Regions from separate parts of the Mus musculus genome. Here regions 1, 2 and 4 are each linked to region 3. The links are chromatin contacts, called in public HiChIP or PLAC-seq and promoter capture Hi-C maps. All regions are on one chromosome and are shown on one strand. The core of a region is the stretch at or near the end of the contact, and the rest is flanking DNA. Distances in the headings are between cores, read along the strand shown. Region 1 overlaps Slco1c1 (solute carrier organic anion transporter family, member 1c1). Region 2 overlaps Slco1c1 (solute carrier organic anion transporter family, member 1c1). Region 3 overlaps Gm30215 (a long non-coding RNA gene). Region 4 overlaps Pde3a (phosphodiesterase 3A, cGMP inhibited).

What was found. Promoter capture Hi-C pulls out the DNA fragments that hold promoters and counts their contacts. HiChIP or PLAC-seq counts read pairs in DNA pulled down with a chosen protein or histone mark.
Region 1: a contact with region 3 is called in an H3K4me3 HiChIP or PLAC-seq map of embryonic basal ganglia, with 7 times the contacts expected there. The contact joins two enhancer-like sites. A contact is called at or near these places in 11 of 39 promoter capture datasets (the 3T3-L1 cell line, 3T3-L1-derived adipocytes, cranial neural crest and 6 more), 4 of 484 Hi-C or Micro-C datasets (the G1E-ER4 cell line, the MC3T3-E1 cell line and embryonic fibroblasts), 5 of 115 datasets of contacts at active chromatin or transcription factors (craniofacial prominence, embryonic basal ganglia, embryonic forebrain and 2 more) and 1 of 9 other capture datasets (embryonic stem cells).
Region 2: a contact with region 3 is called in a promoter capture Hi-C map of second pharyngeal arch cranial neural crest. The contact joins two enhancer-like sites. A contact is called at or near these places in 5 of 39 promoter capture datasets (cranial neural crest, frontonasal cranial neural crest, maxillary cranial neural crest and 2 more), 1 of 15 datasets of contacts at CTCF or cohesin (the NIH/3T3 cell line) and 2 of 115 datasets of contacts at active chromatin or transcription factors (embryonic basal ganglia and embryonic forebrain).
Region 4: a promoter capture Hi-C map of second pharyngeal arch cranial neural crest shows a contact between it and region 3. The contact joins two enhancer-like sites. A contact is called at or near these places in 5 of 39 promoter capture datasets (the HPC-7 cell line, cranial neural crest, hippocampal neurons and 2 more), 1 of 15 datasets of contacts at CTCF or cohesin (pro-B cells), 13 of 484 Hi-C or Micro-C datasets (the C2C12 cell line, CD4 T cells, adipose-derived mesenchymal stem cells and 5 more) and 1 of 9 other capture datasets (embryonic stem cells).

What each region holds. Positions count from the first base shown.
Region 1 is chr6:141,564,433-141,570,636 of GRCm38.p6, reverse strand. Slco1c1 (solute carrier organic anion transporter family, member 1c1) reads right to left here. Exons shown (of 15, transcript NM_021471.3): 13 at 6,058-6,122; 14 at 3,066-3,183; 15 at 460-1,331. The coding sequence ends at 1,109. Among named protein-coding and RNA genes, the nearest start is that of Slco1c1, 43 kb to the right of the region's middle. Within about 2 kb of position 1,841, at least 18 of the 459 cell types and tissues checked have an H3K27ac peak or open chromatin away from gene starts, as enhancers often do. A contact at or near this core is called in embryonic basal ganglia, where this site is marked.
Region 2 is chr6:141,547,406-141,554,287 of GRCm38.p6, reverse strand. Slco1c1 (solute carrier organic anion transporter family, member 1c1) reads right to left here. Exons shown (of 15, transcript NM_021471.3): 9 at 6,354-6,518. Among named protein-coding and RNA genes, the nearest start is that of Slco1c1, 26 kb to the right of the region's middle. Within about 2 kb of position 1,762, at least 2 of the 459 cell types and tissues checked have an H3K27ac peak or open chromatin away from gene starts, as enhancers often do. A contact at or near this core is called in second pharyngeal arch cranial neural crest, where this site is marked.
Region 3 is chr6:140,729,230-140,735,717 of GRCm38.p6, reverse strand. All of the region lies in intron 4 of Gm30215 (a long non-coding RNA gene), which reads right to left. Among named protein-coding and RNA genes, the nearest start is that of Gm30215, 52 kb to the right of the region's middle. Within about 2 kb of position 4,162, at least 22 of the 459 cell types and tissues checked have an H3K27ac peak or open chromatin away from gene starts, as enhancers often do. A contact at or near this core is called in embryonic basal ganglia and second pharyngeal arch cranial neural crest, where this site is marked.
Region 4 is chr6:141,380,442-141,386,752 of GRCm38.p6, reverse strand. All of the region lies in intron 1 of Pde3a (phosphodiesterase 3A, cGMP inhibited), which reads right to left. Among named protein-coding and RNA genes, the nearest start is that of Gm10400, 43 kb to the right of the region's middle. Within about 2 kb of position 5,017, at least 53 of the 459 cell types and tissues checked have an H3K27ac peak or open chromatin away from gene starts, as enhancers often do. A contact at or near this core is called in second pharyngeal arch cranial neural crest, where this site is marked.

The DNA of each region.
Region 1 (6,204 bases), core at 592-3,091, 840 kb before region 3:
TAGAGCCTACTCTCTCTACAGGGTCAAAGTCTCTGACTGTTTTATGCATAAAGTACATATCAGCTACATAGTACATGTATAGTGTACATAAATATCTTATACTACAGACACACAGTGCAGAAATGCATAGTACCACATAGTACAATTTGTAATATCTATGTTACTATATCTTTTCCAACATTATGTTTTTATGGATTATTTGGGAATTTCATACAATGCTTTCTGATCAAGTTGACATGCAAGTCCACTCAGGTCCCCCCATCCCCAGAAACTTAACTTTTAAATATTTTTATGACCAGGCAGTGGTGGCACATGCCTTTAATCCCAGCACTTAGGAGGCAGAGGCAGGCGGATCTCTGAGTTTAAGGCAGTCTGGTCTATAGAGTGAGTTCCAGGACACCCAGGGCTACACAGAGAAACCCTGTCTCGAAAAAGCAAAACAAAACAAATATATTTTGTGAATACAATTTATGTCTAAGTACAGAGTTACCTAATTCATGGAAATTTGGGAAGTGTTTGTTTAAAAATATTTTGATTCACTGAATTCGTAAGCAATAAAGTATGGTGACATGGTGACATGAATTGCAGTGTAACCATGGATACTTCCAAAATCACAATGAATTTATGTAAATTATAAAATTACATCTTATTATATGTAAACTAATGAACAGAAATTGTCTCAGAAGACAACCCCATCATGAATGTTTTTTTTCTGTATCAGTTCAAGGAGGAGCTAAATCTGAAAGATCTCCTTAGGAAATACTCAAAGTAGATTCTGGTCAAGTGACACAATGTACAGATGACATGTCATAATCAAACATAATAGACAGCCATCCCCAGGAACACATATCACATATCAATGGAGACAATATAGCATGAAGCAGAAATAAGAAAATAATTAAAAGGAATGTACAAGTTTAAAAGTTTTAAAATAAATTTAATTACATCCTTAGAGGTTTGTCATGTTATGCTTAGAGTCAAAAGCAAAGCAGGCATACCTTTGGAAGCAGAAAGGAATTGCACATTGAAGCCCTTTTGATTATGCTTTTATTCATTTACATGTATTGGATAAAATGACCCCATATTTGTTTGTTTCCATGATTTTTTTTTAAAGTCGTGTCTCCTTGCCTGGCCAGTACTTGGGCTGCAATCCACGATCCCTTGCAGCGCATGTCTCCTTTTTGATGCTTGAAGACATCCCTATTTTTTCTCTTGTGGTTATTAAGCTGCTGTGTTTCGAGACATATTTTTTCTTTAAAACAAAAAGTACAGCCATGCTTAGGAAGACAGACACCGTGCCCAGGAGCGTGGTTAATCCCAGGTATATGTGTCTAAAAGAGGAGAGAGTCTCGGTTATAATTATTGCAGCCACTCAACTTGAAAGCAAAGCAAAACAAAACATGAAGGTTCTAACAGTGTGAGGTTGATTGCTGAGAGACACAGACTTAATGGCCTGGTGGCTATGAATGCTGGTGACCTCCTGCCAGCAGAGGCAACTTCTTAGTTGTATTGTCATTCCTGGTTACTGCAAATGATATAATAGTTCCCACTTCCTCTTTAAAGATTCCCTGAAGTTGGATAGCCATCTTCCTGCTTGCTGAGGCAGTCCTATTTAGCCCATTGCTGTCCCAAGTAATAATTTTAAAAGAGCCTCTTTCACTTTCAAAGGTGTCAAGGTTTGACTAAGTCATGTGGTGACCCTGTCTCAAATATTTCTTCAATACACTCCAAGGAAAAGCTGTGGTAAGCAATTCAAAGAAGGGGTCAGGGTTGTTAGTGGGACAGAAAGGCCTGATAAAGAACTTAGTGTTCAGCTTCCCCTCTTACATACGGTCTCTGCATCACACAATGTCCACACTGCAGTGAGCACTTAGCCTTACCAAATGAGAGCAGAAACCAAATGTCACTCCCAGAACTGGCCCTGGCCTTGGACCAAACATCCTTCACACATAATATCAAAGCCTATTAAATCGATCTTATTTGAGATGGTCTGCCTAATTCACATGCAACTTACAGGCTCAAGACTCTCGGATTTTTTTTTTTCTTTTGGTTTTTGGAGGTTTTTTTTTTTCCCCCTCTGAAACAAAGTATTCAGCGTGTAAGTCTTTGAATAAAAGAAGTCCTGCTTTTAAGCCACTGGAGTATGGCTTTAAGCAGTGGGGAGATAAAGGTTTGATGAACGGAACTGAATGATACCGTAGTGAGAAAACCGTGCTCTCCACCTCAGACACGCTCACCCACACAGAGAAAGCTTTTTACTTTTGTGCATTTCAAGTACTGGGATAATTGAACATCAGCTTGGCAATAAGAGCCGGATGGATTGAGAGCCAAATCCAGATCTTGCCCAGGGGATTAGCGCTGACGCAAATGGTACAGTTTGGCTCAGTTTAAAAAAGAATAGAATTAAATAAACCCAGAATGTGACCTAAATTTAAATGCATCTGAGTTTCAGGAAATATTTTGCCATTTGTGTGCACACATTTTCAAACCTGTATTCTAGGATTTTTTAAAAATCATTTATTATATATGTATGCTCGTGTGTGTGTGTGTGTGTGTGTGTGTGTGTGTGTGTGTGTGTGTTATGAGCCAGGGTTGCTCACTCTGCAGCCTCAGTTTAGCCTAGAACATATTATATAGCCGAGGCTGACTTCAATTAAGCATTAACTAATTCTCTTTTAGTCCCCTGAATTCTGGGATTACAGGTGTGAGCCATTTTTTCCTGCTCATTTTCATCATTTTTAAAAAATGATTACTTGGGGCAGGGAGAAATTCAAAGTATAATGATACATATATGTGAAAGTGCCATAATAAAATACATTCATGAAACGCATTGCTAACTGTGCTAACTTTAAAAAGTCAGAACAAAATAAAATAATGATGAATTCAAAATGAAATTCAATGTCAACACTTGGCAATATTTTTTCATGTAAAATAGAATTGTTCACAGTTTTTTGGTTGATTTACCTCATAAACATGGAAAGTACACAGGGAATTTTAAGCTTCAGGATGTGGCAGAAAATGAGCTGTAGGAGCACAGAGCTACATGAGTGTGCTTGGCACTGTACCTGAAAGCGTGGGAGTCATACAGCCTGCAGGAGCCTCTGCTTCCACATTTCTTAAATCCCCATTTGAGGCATGAAGTGTCAATCAAAACACCAAAGTACACAGGGGCTGGGATTCCTGCTGTAAGAAACATAAATGATCGCTTCTAAGTTTTTGGCCATAAGAAGTGACCCAGAACCACTTACCTTGAGCTCAGGAATCACTGATTAGGTAGTGAAAACCCACAATTCTTCACTGAGACCTCTTTCTATGGCTCAGAGTTTGGTCACAAGCTCAGGACCCATGCAGTAACTGTCAGTGGTTTAGGTCTAGATGCATGTCTCCTGGAAATTCACACTCAATGTGAACACAACTTCTCCCTCACCAAGTGGCCAAGGCAATGAACCTGGATGCCACCTCTGAGCCCTTCTCATTTTAAAACCCAAGCCATAAAATCTCTTCCTTAGGTATATATCCTCCTCTCTCTGCTTCTGCTCTGATGTAAATCTGAAGGAGGGTGTGTGTACAGCTCACTGGTAGAGAATTTGTCTAGCATACATCCAAGCCCAGGGTTTAATTCCTAGACACCCCACCCTAATAAAAGCAATAGCCAAGGGTTCTTTTTTGCCAATTCCCTTAACTCTCTCTACTCTATTTACTAAGCAAATAACCACACAGATAATTGCCCAAGGTATTCCAAGACCAAACATGACATGTCTGGCCTCATCTGAAGTCATATTAATTGTCTTATGTTTCAGATACCTGCTTCCCTGAACTTTTTTCAGTGATTAACATGCTCCACCCTCTTGCCGAACGCCCCGAGTAGCTTTCTTTATCTGAAGCTGATTTCATCTTCTTGCCTCCTCCTTTTGAATGTGCACATACCCTTTGCATCTCAGTTGAAATGGTTCCCTTCAGAAAGAGCCATTCCAATGACCTAAAACTGCATTCATTCTGCTCAGCAGCCTACAACTTTCCTCCCTTCCACAAACCCTTAGTGGCCTTTGATTGTGTGTTCTCAGAAAACCAAGCTATGCAACCACAGGATAGGCACAGGATGGTTGGCTGTCTTACTCATTATACTTCGCAATAACTGATCCTTCTTAGGGACAGAAGATAAATTCTCATCATCAACTTTCAACAAAAGTCCTCTGGAAGGATTAAAATGTGTTCACAACTTCACTTCTATTTTGTACGTTGCAAACAGATGGTATTAAAATCTGGTTTGCACAGGGCTGTTTGTTTGTTTGTTTTGGTGTTTGTTTGTTTGTTTTCCTTTGAGTAGCCAAAATTTTTACAGCTAATAAAGGTGAGTTTATTTTGGCTCACAGTTCAGGGTATTTGAATCAGCCATGGTGGGGAAAGTGTGTCTATGCAGTAGGGGCATGTTTGGTAAATAGATAAAAGCAGAAAGCAGAGAAAACTCAGGCTACAAGTTGCCAAGTTGTAGACTTCAACTCCTCCACTGCAGCCCAATTAGAGATCTCTTCCTGCTAGGACCCACCTTCTAAAGGTACCCCAATTTTCTATATGTGACACCATCTTGGGATCTGACAAACAGATAGAGCACACTTCATATTTAAACCACAAAACCACAGCATATAGTAATAAGAAAATAATTTATTCTTCCTAAAGCCATCCTAATGTGTATATGACGCCATCAAGACAAACAGTCCTTTGATAACAAGTAAGAATTATTTTTTAAAATATTGCTTGCTTAAAATTCCACTGAACTTTTGGCCTGAGCGTGGTCATACATACCTTTAATCCCAGCACGTGGGAAACAAAGGCAGGCAGATTTTGTGAATTCAAGGCCAGCATGACCTACAGAGTGATTTCAGTATAGCTAAGTCTACACAGAGAAAAATTGTTTCAAGGAAGAAAATCCACTAATGTTTTATAAATAGTCAGTATATAATTGATTTAATATAGAATCATTTACAGTCATTTCAGCTTCAGGTAAAACATATACCAGAAATGGAATAATGACTTCACATCATCTCACAGGTCACTTATTAGTGAGAAATGACCTTTATTGTGGAGATGGCTATGACCCTCGATTTTACCAAGAGACCATTGTCCAGGGATGGTCTACACTAAAGTCAGGTCTGCCTGACAGAATGGGCAAACTGACACAGTTCACTTGTACAGTTTATTACCTGCTTATCAAAAGCAATCAGGTAAATGAAAAAGAAGGACCATTCATAAGATGATCACACTTGCCTAACTAGAATAAGGAAGGATTGTTAAATGCTGGAAAGGGTAGCTAGCTGTTAAATACAAGGGCTTATTTCCTTCAAGAATAGAAAAATGACTGATGTCTTTCTTTTTACCAGGAAGTTTTACATGAATGAGGTCTAACAAACTGGTGATCTTTTTGCTAATCTATGGAACCAGTCTTCCTAAATAACCTGCAGAATGCTGAGCATCGTTTGGGCCCTGTCTCTTGGTCTCTCAGGGAACGAAACCATTCCTTACGATAGAGGCATGCTCCATCAGTAGAATACCCTTACGCATATAGAATAGCCTTATGTGTATAAAACATCCTGATGCTTATTACAGGTCCTTCCTCCTCAGGTCCTTACTTAAGCACTGTTTATCTGTCAAGAGAACACATTCTTATTGTAAAGGCCACACATGCTTTGTTACTTTGCCAGGGAGTCTCCAATTAGCTATTGCTGAAGCTTTGTTGTGATAATTGTCATGTAGAGACTTTTCCCCCAAAGTGTTACTATACTTAAGTGTGTAAGAAACATAAACTGCGAGGTCAGACTCCAGAAGTTTCTGACCCTGTACCTGCTACAGTGGAACTGACCATAGTTTCATTTATCACCTTATTTGGATCATTCCCTACAAGCTGTGATGCTTGCAGGGCCTCTGATGATAAACCAAAATAAATACACACACACACACACACACACACACACACACACACACACACACACACACACACACACACACACACACACAGTGTTGAAAGAAAGAGGAGAAAAGTGTTCTTCTCATTATACTTACCAAGAACTCTTACTGCTAAGGTGTAGATACCCAGAGCAAAAGACTTAAGTTGTGGTTGAATGCACCTAAAATTTTAAAAAGCACTATTTTAAAAACGTGGCCTGAGAGATTTCTCAGCGATTAAGTCAGCTGCCATACAAGTATAAA
Region 2 (6,882 bases), core at 513-3,012, 820 kb before region 3:
GTTACATCTTTTTAAGGTAATTAAGGGTTGGAATCTGAGACACAGAGTTAGGCAACCTTACTAGTCATCAAGTAAACATGATTTAAAAAATGGAGAGGATATAGCTGTCTCATGTGAGACTATGCCGGGACCTAGCAAACACAGAAGTGGATGCTCACAGTCAGCTATTGGATGGATCACAGGGCTCCCAATGGAGGAGCTAGAGAAAGTACCCAAGGAGCTAAAGGGATCTGCAACTCTATAGGTGGAACAACATTATGAACTAACCAGTACCCCGGAGCTCTGGACTCTAGCTGCATTTGTATCAAAAGATGGCCTAGTCAGCCATCACTGGAAAGAGAGGCCCATTGGACACACAAACTTTATATGCCCAGTACAGGGGAATGCCAGGGCCAAAAAAAAATGGGAATGGGTGGGTAGGGAAGTGGGGAGGAGGGTATGGGGGACTTTTGGGATAGCATTGGAAATGTAATTGAGGAAAATACGTAATAAAAAATATTTTTAAAAATGCAGAGGAAATAGTCGCACCAGGTGATAAAAAGTACACACTCTGAGACACAGGTGACTGGATTTAGGTAACATCACTTCAGCCACTTAACAGCTGTACAACTGCAAGGAATTTTCTAAATGCCCCCAAACCTGCTTAATTTCTTATAATAACCGCCCACGTCTGCCTGAGTATTCCTTATTTAAATACTTACAACTATTGTTGTTTTGAATTTTGAAAAATTTTAGAGAATACATACATAACATATGGTCCCAGAGATGTGACCCATGTCTTGACAAAAATTTAATTTTATGGATCATATACATAAAATAATAACAGAGTCTGCAGGTAATTTTATACAATGTCTTCAGTGTGTCTTTATTCTAAATGAGTGCAATCACTCAAGGCCAGGTGTGGACTTTCCCACTTGTGGTCTCATATTGTCATTTTCCAATATTTTTGATTTGAGATGTTGTGCCTGAAATGGTGTTGAGGTGGTGGAATGATGCTATTCATGATTGACTCTTAGCACAAAATCTAACACAAAAGCATTCAATTCATTTCTATTGAATTGGCAAAGATGAAAATAATGTAGGGTGTGTGTATCCTCTGTATGAGAGAAAGACCAGGCCTGGGATAAAAGCTTGAGATCCAACCATGCAGGAGGCAGATTCAGGGAGGTTATGAGGCCTGAGGAGGCTGTAAAGACATTGAAGGACAATCTGAGCAGTTTAGTGAAATGCTGGAGGTATCGGAGCTGCTGCTCACTGGTAGAATTCTTGGTGGGCATGTGCAAGTGCCTGTATTCAACTCCTACACATCATAAAAACAAATACAAGTGAAGGAAGATATCATTCCTACTCTATACTTTCTTTCATTTTATAATTTATATACTTGATCTTTTAAGTAATCTGCATAGAATTAAAGGAGGCATCTTTCTTCCCTACTCTTATTTCACCTTCTGTTTGTAAAATGTATCCACCAGCTATCAATAGACAAGGGCACTGAGTCTATCTTTTTTTATTTGACTATAGGTTGTAAGTCTTAATATTAAAGCTGACATATTAGGAACCAGCCTAATCTGGCTAAGGACATAGACTCAGACTATGATAGATACTGGCTCACATTCACAGGGCATGACCTCAAATTTAACAAAATGGAATAGAGGAGGCACTACTTTTGTTCTCCAGCTAAGCAGGGATGTGTGGGGTGTAACAAGTGAAAGAGAGAAGCATCCTGGGGTTTTGAAGGGAGAACCATCAGCTCAAAGACACATGGTTGCCATTTTATAAGCAAAGACACATGGTTGCCATTTTATAAACAAAGAACAGATGCTAGGAAGAATGTAACAGATCTGGCTACTTGTAACCCAAATTCATTCATGAACAGGATCTAATTTTTAAAAAATTCTAAGTGTGGAGATAAAGTGCGCTCTCTCTCTCTCTCTCTCTCTCTCTCTCTCTCTCTCTCTCTCTCTCTCTCCCTCTCTCTCTCTCTCTCTCTCTCTCTCTCTCTCTCCTCTCTCTCTCCACTAGGTGCAGGCTGTGAGAGTTTAAAGCTTTATTTCAGTTCCACTTCTCTCTATGTTTTGTGCTTACACTTGAAGCTCTCAGCTCCCTGCTCCTGTCACCTCCATACCTGCCACTTGATCTCATGGCTCTGCTCAGCCATTATAGACTCATTCCTCTGGGATGGTAAATCAAACTAAGCTCTCTCTTCGCTAAGTTACCTATGATCATGCTGTTTTATAATAATAACAGGAAAAATATGCAATACAGCCCCCATTTTTATTCACGCACATACAGTAAATACATAAAACATTGTGCATTGAGAGTGTTAAGAACTTCCCAGTTATCAGTTCTCTGGTCATGACAAGATTCTGCACTCATGAACTCAAAGCTGCCACCCCTGCCTACATAAGAGAATAGCCAAAATGCCAGTATCAAAGACTCAGGAGACCCACCTCTAATAGAGGAGCTATTGACTATTGATGGCTTCTAGGCAAGAGACAGTCAGTCGCCTTTAAGAGTGTGGCTGCTTGTTGGTCAACCATGTTTCAGTGTATGGTCCCTTACCCATGATCATATGGGCAGCACATATTGGACCCAGTAGGGGTATATATAAATACACACATACACACTACCCATCTATATCCATATATGATGATCATATATATCATTCTATATCTTTTTATATCACATATATATGATATCTATATATATGATATATATAGGGGGAGGGAGTAGGGATGGAAAGTACGTCTAGGGTAAGTTACAGGCAAGAGTGCAGGTGTCTATGATTGAAACATACAAACATACTATATGCATATATTAAAGAACAGTGCAGGCCTCTGTGAACACCATAGCCAGCAAAGCAGCAACTGGGGAAGGAAGGAGGTCATTCAGTTCAACAACTCAGTGACTGATGTTCATTCACATTGATAGGTCTGATCCCAAGTAGTTCATTTTAGGCATATGTAAGCACAGCACAGTTTGGTGAAATTTTTTTTCTAGTGATAATTAATTCAATCCCATATGCACAACAAAGCTTAAGCTGTAACTACATCAAAAATCTTTGTAAGGTATACGTGACATCGTCCATAACAATGTGTTCTATAGATTAACTGAGGAAATTAAGTGCATGGTAAGAACGCAGCGAGGATCTGGTGAAGTCTCAGCCACACAGATATCACAAAGGTCTCCAGGATACTAACCACTTCCTAGCCTTCTGGGCAGAAAACAAGTTTTACTTTTCCCTTTGAGAAGACAACCCTGTGTGTTTAGTATTTCCAGCACCTCTTCTGCTTATATGTGTGCACAAGAACCTCTGTGCCTCCCACAAATTTTTATTTGTTTTGAAAATATCCCAGGGATCGTCCTTTGGTCTCATACCTGCTGCAACTACAGATGCCTCTACCCACTGAGCCATTTCTTCAGCTCTAGTTTTCTATTATGAAAATCTCCCTCTAAGTAATGTTCTTAATTGTCCTTTATTAAAAACAGATTTCCATTGGAAATTAAAAAAAAAAAACATCATTCATGACTCCAGTATGGAAGAGATCAAGTGCCCGAATGCAGTGTTATATGGGATTGAATAATGAAGAACACCCAGGTCTTCAAAGACATGAGCCTTCATGCAAATTCATGGGAAGAGATTCAGGCTCTTTGCTTTATTCTGATTGAACCTTGTCTTTCATATTATATAAAAACTTGATTACAAATGGATTGTTCCAATAACTGAAAACTGAAAGAATTAAATTTTATCATTAGAAATATTAGAAAAACATTTCAGTGATTTGGGGGCTTAATATAGTTTTCCAAACGGAATCAAAATGACACAAGAAAGAAAAAGACTGAAAAATTGGCTTGCTTAAAAACATGATCATAAGCGTTATCAAAATCAAAAGGCTTTGTTGACAAATCAATGGGGAGGAGCTGGGGTTGTAGAGGGAAGGAAAACTGCATTCAGTTATCTTGTACGAGAAAATCATCTGGGTTTAATAAAAAGGAAAAGTTAAAAGACAAGGTGAAGTGTATGAGAAATGATTGCAATATTCATTGAAGAACTCGTGTCAAAAAAAATTGCAGTATCCAGAAATTACCAATGAGAGACTGATAAGCAAAATAAATACATAATGTGGGAAGATGACTTGTACAGAGTTAGCAGAGGAGACAATTGAAGGGACCAGTGAACCTGTGCAGGCAGATACAGCATAAATGGTCACAGCTGAATGACACGCCACTACTGTGAAAAGTCACAATGACAAAGGTTGACAGCATCAAGGTCTGGCAAAAAAAAAATGTTGTGGGGAGACTAGCAGGCACTAGCACTTCCAGCGGCTGTTCAAATGTCCTCAGCAAGTTTTTTTCTCAGCAATACCTACTGCATCTATCACAGACTGCACTCTATGCACCAGCCAAAGAAAATGAACACACCCAGAGACGTAGTATGGCTGTGAAGTCTATTGTAGCCCCACAAAATAAATCAATCCAAAAGGCTATCAACAACAAAGTGGTTAAATAACTCATGGTACATTGGTATCATAGACTATATGCCATAGTAATGAAGTATTACTACCGTGGATATTCAGAATTGTGAATGAATGTGAACACCAACTGTTCAACTTACAGGGGGCTCAAGAATAGGCAAGACTAGATTATGAAGATTTGCTCTACAACTATTCTAGCCATGAGGGAAAGTATGTGCTGGTAATAATCTTGTTAGGTAATATGAAGCTATAGATGATGGCTACTTCATAGCACACACATACACATGTGCAGAAATATAGGCATGACGTGTCCAGTTAAACCACACAGGGGACATCTGCAGGCTTAACTGTTGATTGTAAATTATGCCTTGACATATAAAACTACATATAAAGTAAAAGAGAGTATCTCAAACTCCATACCTTATTGGGTCTTCTTTAACTCAATGTACGTACAGATAGACAGAGATGGAGTGCTGAGAGAAAATTCTAAAATATTTCTTTTGCTCACCCAGGAAATAATACAATTGAGTTGTGTTGAGTCGATTGATATTGAAAGTGTAACAGGTTCAGTGATCCAATCTTAGTAATTCTAGAATGTCAGAGAATAGACCACACATGGTAGTCACTTTCACATCCTCTGAGTGCCCATTATTCAGAACTTGTCAAAAATTGCATCTTCCGAGAGATAAACTCAGCTTCTTTTCTCCTCTCTTCAGAGACAGCTATATACAATAATCTTTAAAATATTGCATGAAGATGGGCTGTAGAGATGGTTCAGAAGTCGATATTTGGTTCCCAGTACACACAATGGATGGCCCACAACCACCTGTAGCTTCAGGTCCAGGAGATTTTTTTTTTAATTTTTATTTCATGTGCATTGATAGTTTGTTTGCATGTGTTTCTGTGTAAGGGTGTCAGGTTCCCTAGAACTGGAGTTACAACACTTGGGATCTCTCATGTAGGTGCTGAGAGGCTAGTGTTCTTAACCACTGGGACATCTCCAGCCCTCCAGGAGATTTGACAGCCTCTTCTGACCCTCATCGGCACCTGTGCTTATGCACACACTCATGCACCCACACCCACACACCCCTATGACACATCTATACCCATGCACAATGATAACAATAAAATAAAGCCTTTAACTTTTTCTATGAAGAAATCAATTATTTTTAGAGTCTCATAACTTAATGGAATATGTCCCAAGAAGCAGGATACATTTACTACCTCAAAATGGTGACTTTAAAGGATACATTTATGGAGAGGAGGGGACAATCCAGGTTTTAATCTCTAATTTTATACACGGTTATAGCCCGCTATTTAAATATTGCTCTCTTTTCTTTTACTTCTTTACTTTTGTTTTGGTCCTTGAATGGTGTTCTTGTTATTGGTTACATAAATATACTATAAGCACAACTACTTTAAACAATCTATCTGAGTAAGAACTAAGCTTTGTTTGAGTAAGCACAGTCATGCTGTCTAAACATCTGCTGCATGCAACTCCAGACACCATAATGCAACTTTTCCAATGTAAGGTTTCAATAAAGTTTAAAACATGCATACTCAACATAAGCAATCATCTAAAAAGAATTTAGGCTAGATTCACTTATTTTTACTTATTTAAGAACTGTGGAAAATTGTCTTAAAGCTATACAGTCACAGCTATAAACAATTCTTATTGCAAAGTTGTAATACATACCCACCATGTATATATTCATGCTACTAGATATATTTTTTTTTACAAAAAGTTACTATTTGACTTCATCTAAAATACCTGAAAATACTTTAGGTTAAAAATTGGAGCAATATAATGTTACTGAGAATGTGCTAGATTCATCAAATCAGTTTCCATGGGAACACATGACAGAAAGGTGGACATACCAATGACAAAGTTGGCTTTGGAAGAAGACTGCCCATACTGCTGCTCAATGTATTTTGGTTTATATGTGACCATGCCAAATAGAGAATTGAACTGAACGGTGCTTGCACACAAGTATAAGATGTATACTGGATTTCTAAAAAGAGTCTTCAATGATGGAAGAAAATCTGTAAGACAAAAACAATATAGAGTCCTTGGAGATAAGGTCTCAGGTGGTATATATTGCAGTCTGCAGAGCTGCAGTCTGCCTGGGCTTGAATCTAGGCATGCACACTCCTACAGGAAGACTATAGAGGCCACGCAGGTGAGTCAGGGATCTATCCCACCAGCTGATGTGCCAGTGACATGAGACCAGCATATTTCTTCTCATTCTCCTGCTTGGGACTCTAAGATGGATCTCATGAACAATCTGTAATCTCTTTCTCCAAACACAGCTCACAGATATCTCTTTGCATGACTGCATCTTGATCTTAAAAGGACATCCCTCCTCTCCGCCCCACAACCCCACCCCCATGACTCACGCAATTAACC
Region 3 (6,488 bases), core at 2,913-5,412:
CCACGTGGAATTACTTGTAGTCCCTTAAATGGCGTGTCTTGGGGCCTCTGTCTACAGTTTTGATTAATCAAAATAAATTATCCAAAAACAACTTGCCATTTGTGTGTTTATATGATTGTAATCAGTGTGTGTATTTCTCCCTCGGTAGTGTCTTCTTTGGAAAGACCAAAAAGACTCTGAGTCCATAACAACCAGGGCCACAGTGCCTTCTCAGAGAGTTATAATAAGCAACCATCGGGTCAATCCCGACGAGCCAGGAAATGGTAGCCTTTTCTCTCCCTTGCCTGAATTGACAGATCAGACACATCAAACTGGCGAGATCCAAACTTACCCCTTCCTCAAATCAGCTAGGACATAGATGCCTAAGATTGTATTGTATCAGTGACCATGGTGCTTAGTATAAAGTTGGCAATGCCCTTACAGTCAAAGCCTTGCCTTATTTCTGCCTCTGCTGCTCTCCACTGTTGATAGAGGACCTTTCGCTGTGTCTTACAGTTCTACTACCTTGAGTATTAAAATAGGTGTGACATCATCTCCATTCCAAGGATTCATAAAATGACACAGATAGCCGTGACCGGAGTCCGTCATAATCAACACACATCTACAACTCAAGGCGAACATTTTCCTTTATGTGCAGGTATGTGTGTGACTGTGTGAGTTCATGTGTACCATGTCTTTAGGCATCCATGGAGGCTAGAAGAGAGTTAGCCATCCCCTAGAACTGTAGTCCTCTAGAACAAGAAGCACTCTCAAGTACTGAGCCCCGTCTTCAGCCCATAGCATTTTATGAAGTCTGTGATTCAGACACCTCACAGTGTGTGATACGGTTCCACACCCCGCGGCAAGTGTTGTGATTCTCCCAACAGCTCTGTGGACTGGGTTAGTTTGTATTCCTGTTTCACAAAGGAGGAAGGTGATCTTTGAAGAGAGCAACCCAATAAGCTCACAACCCAGCAGAGCCACATCTGCCTCTCACTCTGGCCCCCCTTCTCAGTCATTAAAAAAAAAAAAAAAGAACATTTTCCTTATAATTTTTTGTTATTTTAATTGCTTATAAACTAGGATGGCTGTTTTGCCCTTCAGGCAGAATCTCATGAATCGGAGGCTAACCATGAGCCAATGTACGTAAGTATGTACGTGGGTGTCACTGTGTGGCCAGAGTTGACTGTGAACTCCTGATCCTCCTGGTCCTACCTCCCAAGTGCTGGGATCACCGATGGGCACCATCACACTCAAGTCCTGTTTCACAGGTGGGCATCATCACAGCCAAGTGCTGGCATCAGAGACAGGCACCATCACACCCACTTTCCAGGTGATATTTTTACTACTTCACAGCCTAGTCAGTCGATAGATTTTATCCACGTGTGGGTTCGCATACATGAGGTACGAAGATTCATCTAAGAGTACTTCACAAAGGTTACTCAGTGGTTTCCACTAAGTGATTATCTACTCCCAAGTACGTACAGTAAGCTGCTATGTCCAAGAATGTATGAGAATGGTCAAGGCAGTATTGTTGGTACTAACAGAGAGGTAGGTGTAGACTTTTTATGCAATATTCCAATGCATACAACAATAAGGACGAAGAAAGAACAGCTTCATGCAACAGGAATAAATCTCACAAATCTAACGGTCAGTCAGTGATACTGGGACACTGGGTCACCAGATCTGTGCAACGACAACCATCAGGATAATGCTCAGGAATCAGGGGGGGCTCTTCGATGTGGGCAGAAACAAGCAAAATTGTTTTTTGTTTTAAGGTTAAGCTAGGGTTTACGCTGCAGGCTGCAGTGACGACAGAAGGGCTGAGCTTCTACGTCGGGTCTGCCCCGTGTTCCAATACAGGCAGCTGCAGTTTGTGGAGCCTGGCTGAGCTAGAGACTGCAGTCTGCTCGTGTCCGCACTTTGTTTTCCTCTGATTTTCTTCACCTACTACAGCTGGAACCTGCTGGCTTGCACAACTAAGCCGTTAGCGCTTCAGGAGCCAAGCCCGCCACCGCCTCAGCCGGAGGCTCGGCACCCCCAGTGAGCGCTGCCTGTGATATCTGGGTTCGCTTGTTTACTATCCTCCTAAGCCTGTCCTGCTCTTCCCGTGCTGGTGAGAACAGATTCTAGTGGATTTCAGAAACTCATTATTCATCTCTAAATTGCAATGGGAACCATAACACAATCGCAGGAAAGCAGTTCACCATCCAAGCCTAAAACAAGGATGGACCGCACACAAATCCTTCTTTCAAACATTCACTGTGGAGTCCCTTTGATCCCAACGTCTCCCGTTTAAACTCACACTGAACTTCACTGTATAATTTTAGAGCTTTGCTAAGGATGAATTCTTACTACAAACTGGAGGATTTTATATTAACCCTCTTGCTCCTGACAGTTCGTTTTCGAGGTCAAAAACAATATTAATTCAATTTCATGTTTTATTAAATGATACAATGACATTCCAAATCCTCTCTAGTCTCAACTGTAACTCTTTCCCAGCTTTGATTAGTCTATCCCATCAGAACCATAGCAACTAGGACCGCCCCCAGAACCATAGCAACTAGGACCGCCCCCACACCTGGAGAGATATAAGTCAGCTGATAACTTTTCCAAAGGAAATAATTCCTGGTGCAAAATTAGCAATGAACACTTCCTATTGAGAGAATTTTTTGGGGGGGGGGGGGGGGTCTTGTTCGATGGTGGGGAAGGAGTGTGCCTGTGTGTGTCTGTGTGTGTCTGTGTGTGCCTGTGTGTGTGTGTGTGTGTGTGTGTGTACACGTATGTGCACATGTATGAGAACACATGTGGAAGCCAGGAGGCAATGTTGTCTTCTTCAATCAAGATCCACCTTATTTTTTAAGACAGAACCTTTCACTGAACCTAGAGGTCACCAATGTGGCTAGATTGGCTGGCCAAAAGCCCCAGGGAGCTTCCTGCCTCTGCCTCTCTCTCCAATGTGGGGGGTTATAGGCTCATATCACCACCGTGGGTTTTAAACATGGATGCTGGGAATCCAGTCTTAGCTCTTCATAATTTCACAGCTAACACTTCATCTACTGAGTCATCTCCCCAGCCCACTGTTTTTAAACTTTATAGTCAACTACATTATAGAGCATTATCACGTAATTATAATTTCTAACAAAGAATCTGGACTTGAAGTTAGAGAGCATACTTGTACGGCAAACATAAAGACCTAAGTTCAAATCCCCAGCACCCACGTAAAAAACATTGGCAATAGACACACACACACCTGTAATCCCAGCAATGGGTATAGTAGGCAGGCAGATCTCAGAAATTCACTAGCCAGCTAGCCTAGCCAGAATGGTGAACTTATGGTCACATGAGAGACTCCTCTCCATACAATAAGCAGAGAGAGAGCTATAGTCGAAAACACACTGGGTGTCTTCCTCTGGCCTTCACACAACAGCATATAGGGAGCCCACAAGGAAGTGCATATTTGCACACTTACAAGCATGCACAACACACACCATTTGGTGTAAACAAATCAGAATTCACATCTGTAATTCTTGAGGCAGAAGGGTCAAGAACTCAGTCAACCTTGACTGCGTACTGACTTTGAGTCTAGTCTAAAAATCTGGCCTAAATAGTTTCTAAATTGTGTGCTATCAGGGTAAAACCTACATGAAGACAAACACATTCAGATGTGGTGCACACCCTTAATCCCAGTGTGAGGGAGGCAGAGGCAGGAGGATCTCAGGGAGCTGAAGGCCATCCTGCTCTGCACAGCAAGTTCCAGGTCAGCCTACATAATGAGACCATGTCTTAAAAAAAAAAAAAAAAAAAAAAAAAAAGCTTAAAGAAAAATAAAAGCAAATACAGGTAAATAAATCTACTTTATCCTTTAATAAAGAGAAAAAAAAACTCTACGACTTGACAGAATAGTCAAATTCTCTTGTAATAGTTCAAAATCCTTAACCAGTGAAAATGTGCACACTTGTAAATCATCCAGTCTAATAAAAGTATGATAGAGTCGCTGGTAAATGATTTTAATATTTAGGTTTCCAAAGCTGCTTTAATGACTGACAATTGTGTGGGAGGGGAACTTTGTAAGCCTGGCTGTTCCTTTGGAAATGACTGTGACCCACAGGGCCAGGCTTCTTCCTCTGAGTGACAGTGATCTCTATGGCAACCCCCCATCTGCTTCCCACTACTTCCACAGGCTTTTCAAATTAAGCTTACATATGTCAGTGTTCCAGGATTATCTCTGTGTTTGCACAAGCCATATGGCTCATTGACAGAGCTGATTATGCCAATAACATTAGGGAAATATTTAAATGTCATGTCTGTCTGTTATGTAAGAAAAAAAATAACGTAAAATGAGAATGAAGCTGGCAGGGAAGGCACTCTTGCTATAAATATTCATTCGTGATTGATACAGTTTGGGTTTGGTTTTGTGAGACAAAGCCCCATGTAGCACAGGCTAGCCTCACACTTACTGCATAGCCAAACAATGAACTCCTGACTCTACCAGCCAAGTGCTGGAATTGCAAGCCATCGTACCCACCTAATAGTCAATCATTAAGCCAACAATCACCATCTTCTCTTTGAGCTCTAAAACACTAAGTGGCTCGAATTCTATGAATATTCTAAACAGAATATCCTTGAGTTTAACAAATAGGCAACCTGCAGAGATAGCCTGGGGTTCCCAGCAGAACTGTGCAGGAGCATCCTTGGTAGAGGAACTGTACAGCTATTGCTGAGAATTGTATCCCTTTCAAATGCAAAACTCACTGACATCGAGAGACTATAAATCAAGCAAATTTGGAAACTCTCCTCACTGCCAAAGCCTACTTGTGTTACTAGAGAGGATCTTTGGAAATTATTGGGTCCATCAGAAGTGCCCTGAACTGCTTAAGGTTAATCCTTTAACCGTGATTTATTCTTCTGCCATATCTAACAATGACCTCCAGTCATTGGGTCTGGGAGAGGAGAAGCCAACAGAGCTCTTAACCCCTAGCCACCAAAACTTTGAAAAGCAAATATATTAATGACTGCATTTCCTGTTTCGGAAACTATTCCTTTAAGGAGACTTTCTTGAAACTGTAGGGTCTAATTTTAGATGACATTGTTAAATGGGTCTTTTTATTTTTTTAAGCACATTGGTTTCCCTTGCATCTGGAGGAGGAATATGTGTGTCCCATAACCATACCAAGCTGCCCTGTTGTAATTCCCTCCACCACTCAAACTTGACCCCATGCCCCACATCTCCCGTATGTTTCCATCGACTTTGAAATTCCCAGTAGAAACATTCTCGCTTGAGAATCTGGGCTCTATCCATCTCCCTAGCAAAGAGCAGAACTCTGAGAAAACAGAATAAGGTATGTTTTCATTGGGGTTCTGTCAAAAAAAAAAAAAGCAGATAGAGGTGATGGATAAGGGAAGAAATGTTTTACAAGTTGGGCAAGGCGTTCAATAGTGGCAAGAATATTACCTAAAGCACAGACACGGAAGGCCAGAAATAAATTCATGTTTTAGTTTATTCGAGGTGACAACTGCCCTAATACAGTAATTCTTAATGGTTTGGATCTCTTTGACTATTCAGTAAAATGCTACAGGTCCTTCCTACAATATTCTCAAAGGTGTGCTATGTCACATAGAATGGCATGTGATCTGCTCGCCTTTCTTACGGCAGAAAACGCCATCCTACAGGCATGCTCTAATCTTGTTTCTTGTTGCTGTGATAAAATGCCCTCACAAAAAAGCAACTGGGGGGCGGGGAGGGGGGGGAGATGGGACTACTTGTCTTACAGTCCAGGGCATGGTCCATAATGAAGGCAAGAATTTTTCACAGCTAGCAAGGTCACGTGCAGTCAGTAGCAGAGAGAGATGACTGCACCAATACTCAATGCACAGGGTACCTTCAGTAGCTGTTATCTAATATTATGATGATTAGTGCTCAGTCATAAAATAATCTACTCCAAAGTTAGCATCCTAAACCAGTGTATAACTTCTCCTACCACTGACCAAACTCTGCCAAGAAGCAGCTGGAGGGAGGAGGGGTTTATTGTAGTTCTGTTTGTGGTTCACCCTGGTAGAGAAGGCATGGAAGCAAGGGCTTCCACAGCAGTTAGGGGGTTGCTTCTGAGAACCCCCCCTCCTTCACCTCATTCGTGGTGGAACAGGACTAGAGAACACACAGGAAGCAGAGCCTGGCCATCAAAGCTCAGAGCCTATCATCCTGTTACCCCTGTGGCTTACTTCTGGCAAGGTTCCAACTCCTAAAAGTTCCCCAGCCGTAGAACAGTGCCACCTGCTGGGCAGTAAGTGTTCAAGCATGCAACCCTATGGGTAACATTTCACATTCAACAGCCAATACACTTTATGAACTAGGAATTGCTTTTAGCGTTGGCGTCCACGAATTGAGCAACCTTAGCTTTATCTGTACACTTGAGTTTTGTAACATGATTGTTTTTATTTTTATTGATGTGTATGTATGTTTGTATGTACATTATGTGTGTGCAGGTGTCCACAGAGGCCAGAAGAGT
Region 4 (6,311 bases), core at 3,768-6,267, 650 kb before region 3:
TTCTAATCCCCACAAGGGCTTCTCATCCTTTCATGGCCAATTATTTGAGGTACCAAATATTCATGATCCCATTTTCATTTTTGCAGAGGCTTGCCACTGAGTCACCAGGTGTGATTCATAAAGTCAAACTCTTAACCCCTTGTGGAAGGAGGCAATATTCACACTTCAGATGGGGGTAGGGGATCTTCCCTTGTCTCCCTGTGAAGAGGTCATTTAAGTTTCAAGTACATCCTGGATCTTGGCACAAGGAGAGCGCATCTGAAGGTCCGGAGTGGCTGCCAAGCATCTAGATTTCCATTTTTTAATTACACAGATTAGCACAAGGGCCTCTGTAATTCCAAATATTGGACTGAAAGTACCAAAGTGAATTTGGATGAGAAGATAAAAGCATTAATCCTGTGGTGTATGTACATTTTTCAGGAGTGGGGCGCTTAATGAAAATGTTTTGTTTGGGCCACTCTTACATACCAGGGTAGGTCGCACCACCTCACTGACTAGACAAGGCCAAAAAAAGAGGAGTTGAAAACAAAATAAATTAGAAAAAAAAAAAAGTCAAGGACAGACATTCTTTGATGATGGCACTCTTACTGCAGAGACCTTTCCATCCACCAACTCATTAAGTTTCCAGTGATTGCAATCAGCCAGACTCAAGTGACATTAGAGAAAAAAAAATAAATCAACAAGAGTCTTTACCTTAACTGAATTTCTATTTGTATAAGGAAATAAGCATGTAGCTGAAAAATTACAGTAGTGTGACATACCTCTTAAAATATCTATTCCTCAATGCCACAGGGACCTGAAATCCATTTAAAATGGTGTTTTAAAGTAGAAATAGGCTAAGGGATGGTTCAGTGGTTATTGCACCTGTGCTTGCAGAGGACCTCAATTCTGTTCCCTGCACTCACATCAGGCAGCTCATGATTGCCTGTAACATGAGCTCTAGGAGATATGATGTCCTCTTCTGGTCTCCATGGGCACCTGCACGCATACACACACACACACTTTCATTTATGTAGACCGGTCCTTATACAAAGGAACTGTAGGTAGAGTAGCTTGGAAGATAAAACACTCATAGCAAATAAAGTATACCAGTGAACTGTTTAGAACACGTTTCTTTATAAATGATCTAAAAATGATATAAAACAATACATACAGGAAAGGGTGGACATTTCTAGATACCCCGAGCTAGACTTTTATTTACTGAAAGAAGACAAATAAGGGCTTGCGTATTCTGAAGGAGGCAGATATTCCTCACAATTTATACACTTCCACACGGTCTTATTACATGCACATCCAATAGGATGTGAATCCTATGGTGAATCTAACTGTCACTCACCCCACTTGTCCTCAGAAGCTACTTATTTAAGTGTAGCAAAATGACATGTAAGGTCAGGAATAAAGCATGAACACATGAGAGACGCTGGGAAAGGGTTCAGTGCTTAAGAGTATTTTCTGCTTTTACAACAGAGCTGAGTCAGATCTCAGCATCCATGTTGGGAAGTTCGCAACCATCAGTAACTTTATGATGTAACTTCATCATATTGATATTGTTGTTCTACCCCTTCAGCTCCTTCAGTCCTTCCACTAACTCCTCCTTTGGGGTCCATGTGCTCTGGCCAATAGTTGGCTGCAAGCATCCTCATTTAAAAATGAGGCCCATGATGCACTGGTATACATATGACATACACAGAGACATAAACTTTAAAAATATTTATAGAGAAGTGCTCTCAAGAAAACAGTTACGCAACTTGACTTTAATCTATTGTTAATGCTGTCATTGTTGCTTATTTGCAAATGCTCACTCCTCACAATCCCTATAGTTACCTCAATATAACATGCGGCCTTCAATGTATTGTTATGGGCTGAGTTTTATCAGTTTCCATAAAAAAAGAAGTTCATTAAAAAAACAAAAGAGTAGTCAGGAGAAATGCTTCTCTTATATCATCATCAGTAGTATTCACACTGAATGCAGGTCATGTGCTTGCCAAATGCACTATAATCTGCTCATTTTTAAATGAGGATGCTTGCAGCCAACTATTGGCCAGAGCACAGGGACCCCAAAGGAGGAGTTAGGGGAAGGACTGAAGGAGTTGAAGGGGTAGAACAACAATATCAACCAACCAGACCCCGCAGAGCTCCCAGGGACTAAACCAACAACCAAAGAGTACACATGGAGGGACCCATGGCTCCAGCTGCATATGTAGCAGAGGATGGCCTTATCTTGCATCAATGGGTAGGGAAACCCTTGGTCCTGTGAAGGCTCAATGTGCCAATGTAGGAGAATGCTAGGATGGTGAGGTGAGAGTGGGTGGGTGGGTGGGGGAGCACTGTCTTAGAAACAGGGGGAGAGGGGTGGTATAGGGGGGGTTCAGAGGAGAAATGGGGAAGGGGATAACATTTGAAATGTAAATACATAAAATAACCAATAAAATTTTAAAAATAAATCTGTTAAAGAGTCACCAATATGAACTCATCCTCCTAGCCAATACTTTAAACACTATACTTGAAACTGTAATTTGGTGCCCATGCTGAATTTCATGGAATGTAGGATAGATAGATAGATAGATAGATAGATAGATAGATAGATAGATAGATAGATAGATAGATAGATAGATAGATATCTTTCCTTGTCTGAAGGAAGTAACCATGGGAGGGTCCAAAGGTCATGTGTAGGTGCCTGTAGGACTACAGATCGTGGCAAAGATTATAAGCTTTAGCTTGTGTGTCTACACTAAGCAAATATGAGACACAATCATAGTCTACATTAGACTTTATTCGTCAACTGTGTGAAATGGAAAAGGGACTTATCTCTTCATGGTCAAGTGTTCATTTATGGAAGAGTCTGCACCCAAAACTCTTCGATTCCAGAAGCTGGAATCAATCACTCTGTTCATGTACTAAAGATAAATACAATAAGAAAAATAACAATGATACTAGAATGGTACTTTCTTAACAACTTATCGTAGTATCTGGTATTTCATCAGGAAAGAATAAAAAGATGCAATTTTTAGAGTTGGACACTAAGCCCTGAATGTGCAAATCAAACTGGGTGCAGGGCTGACAATAAGGATGCTTGCAGCCAACCAACAATCTTCATGGTTCTCCAAAGGCCACAACCAGTAATGTAAAGATGGATAGCTCCTAGGCAATGGACTAGGTGTCTTAGGTGGGCAGTTATCCATACCACTGTTCCACAACAATTTATTCCTTTGGAAACCTCCCTGTCTCACCCTAGCTGCTGGTGTTTTGCTTCAACACTGCTTTTCTTTACTCAGTGGATACATTGGAACCTTCCCTCTGTTTTCAAGTGTCAGCTTCCCTTGGTGTATTTGTCTGTATACTCACACATACCAGTTTTAATTTGATCAAGTGGGAGAAGGGCATACCACATGGAATTTATTATAATCTGATTACCTCCATAAACACCAACACTCTCTTCTGGTGTCTGTAGATACTGAACTCACATATGTCCTTACCTCCATATAAACAATCGTGTATACACATAACAAAAATAAAAAAAATCAGTAGTTTATACATAGTGTATTGTACATGAATAGTATGTTCTTTGTGGGGAGCTAAAAGGTCTTGAATGAATGTGTATTACTAACAAGAACATGGCCATGATAAGGACACCAATGTCTCTGACCCATGGAAATGGACAGGCCTTCCCTGAGTCAGGCTCAGAATGACAATGCCTACCCCCCTCAGAGTACAGATGCTGACAAATAATTAACCTTTCACTAAAGGCAGTGTGTGCAGTATCAACTGCAGCTTCCTCATCCAGGATGTTGACTACAACCTGAGACCACATCTCTTCAGAGACGTCTCACCCCACCTCCTCCCTGATGCTGTAGCTGATACATGCACTGAGTTTCCTGACTGCTGCTGCTGTGTCTCCATCACAGTCCATAGCTCACACCATCCCTTCTGCTCTGTATGGGTGCCTGTCATTTCTTCACTCCTGTTCACCCCAGCCAGATCAATTCCAAAGCTGTGGAGTTCACAGCAGTTCCTTCTATAAAAGCACACCTCGGGTTCCACTCGGTTTGTTCTATCATAGTGTTCACAAATGTGTTGTTAGCATCAGTTTGTGGGATGTTAAAATCCCAGCTCCGGTTGCACTACCATAAAAATGAGTTTAGGGAGGTCAGATATCTTTTCCTTCCTCTGTGGCCTCAGTTGTAAATTGGCTTGTATCTATCAATGTACCTTAACGAGCAATGTCTCATTATTAAATTACTACAGATACAGCAGGACCCAGAAAGATAACGGACATATCGGCATCTCAAACACTAAAACATCAATCACAAAAGAAGGAGTCGTTTAAATGGAAACAGAGAATCCCTATAGCAGTAAATGGGATTCTAATTCACTAATCCTGGTTGGCTTCTAGATCTTCTGTGTGGTTGACTATGACTCTGATCCAAGGAGTCACTACTGATCCAGGGCCAACAACCCAAATGCCACTATAAGTGTGCACCATAGTGCACTATTCACCACCATTATCCGTGCCATTCAAACCACAGAACGCTCCCATATCCTCCATGAAGCCAGATGCTGGGTTTCAAAGGTAGGAATGGAGTGGAAGCAGAGGTGCTCTGAAGTGTGGGGGAATAGCTCAGGTATGTCCTATTTTTCAAGTCCTGCTCTAGAGCATGGGTCTGTCCTCACAGACACCCTCCCTTCCCATCAGACGCCAGAACACCACCAGCTGGCCGGGTAGAATCTGAAAAATATTGTGACTGTAGACTTTTTTCACTTTAAAGTTACACACACAAACACAAAATGTCTGCTTCTACATTTTAGTCAGCCATCTCCCATATGAAGTGATGGGCTTAAACAGTAAAATAATGATATAATGGGAGGAAAGGAGTCTTGCCCCTGGCATCGGGTATTATAAACAGCAAGGAGTGCCAGCGTAAACCTTTCTGCAAGAGACTATGTTCTTTGTCAAGCCATGTCTTCTTTTTAAAATATGCTTGCTGCCATATGTCAGTGCTGGGCCAGCTGCAGTGCTAAGAGGAGCCTTGACTCGAGTTGTATAATGTTTTACAGGTTTGCCTCGGGGGTCACTCTCTGCGAGGCCTTTACGTCACAGTGAGAACTCTGACAAACAGAGAACAGAAAGATGCCAAGAAAGGCAGAGTTGGAGAGGGGAGGACTGACGGGGATGGAAAGGAATACTGCACAGTGCTCACAGCCTCTATTTATCTGGCCCCCGCCTAATGCCAGAAGCAATGTTTTCATTACTAAGAGAAGGAAAGAGAGGGCAGGGACAAGCATGAGGTTATGTAAACATTATCAGCAAATATAAGATTAGAAACACTCAGCTAACCCTCCTGGCTATCTAATCAGAAAGGGTAAAACAGTAAAACATGCATCTTTGCAAACGTTTGGTATTTAATTATGCACCCGCCATCGTATCCATCCTGGTAAAAACACAAAGAAAATGTTTCCTAGTTAGATTAATATGTGAGTACATCTCGAGAGCTCTGCGGCTGGCTTCGCGGAGAGCCTCAGAGGCAGCAGTGCCGAATCTCGTCCTATTAATACAAACTCAAGCTGACATAAAATACGAGTCAGTAAAGCTGAGCATGAAATCACTTGAAGAACAGTGCTACAGTAAATGGCATTAAATGTTTTCAAAAGCAGAGTGGACGATAGCGTTTCCTGAGCCGCCTCTACTCCCACAAGAACCACATGCCTCATTATAAACCTATTAAGTGGGTTTTAGATCATCTGCAGAGCCTTAGGCTGTTCTTCCAGATGCTTAGAGGTCCAGAAGGCTCGGTACACAGGCCGTTATTCAATTCCCTCTGTTGTCTTGCTTTCATCACAACAAACTCATTTGATATGAATGCCAATTTTCCAGTGACTTTTAAGTTCCTGGTTACAGTATGGAAACTTATGCACAGATGAACTTTCAGAAAATTTCAATGTAGGCAAGACAGGAGGGGAAAAGGATGGTGATTCCTAGTGGGAGAGAGGGATTTGGGCAGAGACGGTAGGGAACAGCAACTAAGATCAAAACACCTTGTATACATGTAGGAACCTTTTCAATAAATAAATGTAATTTGTAAAAAGAAAAATACAAAGCCATCTCAATAAGAAAGAAAGAATACTGGCTGGTCAAAGAAAGCCTCAAAGCCTCTAGATGAGACCCAACAGAGTTGCTCACAGAGACCTTGCAGCCAGAGGAAGATGGGAGAGGCCCAGGACATAAGAGGTGAAGATTCCTGCTACGGGCATAAGCCAAAGTATAAGAAGCTCGAAACTGCACATGTTGACTACATTGCAATGTCTCCATCCTT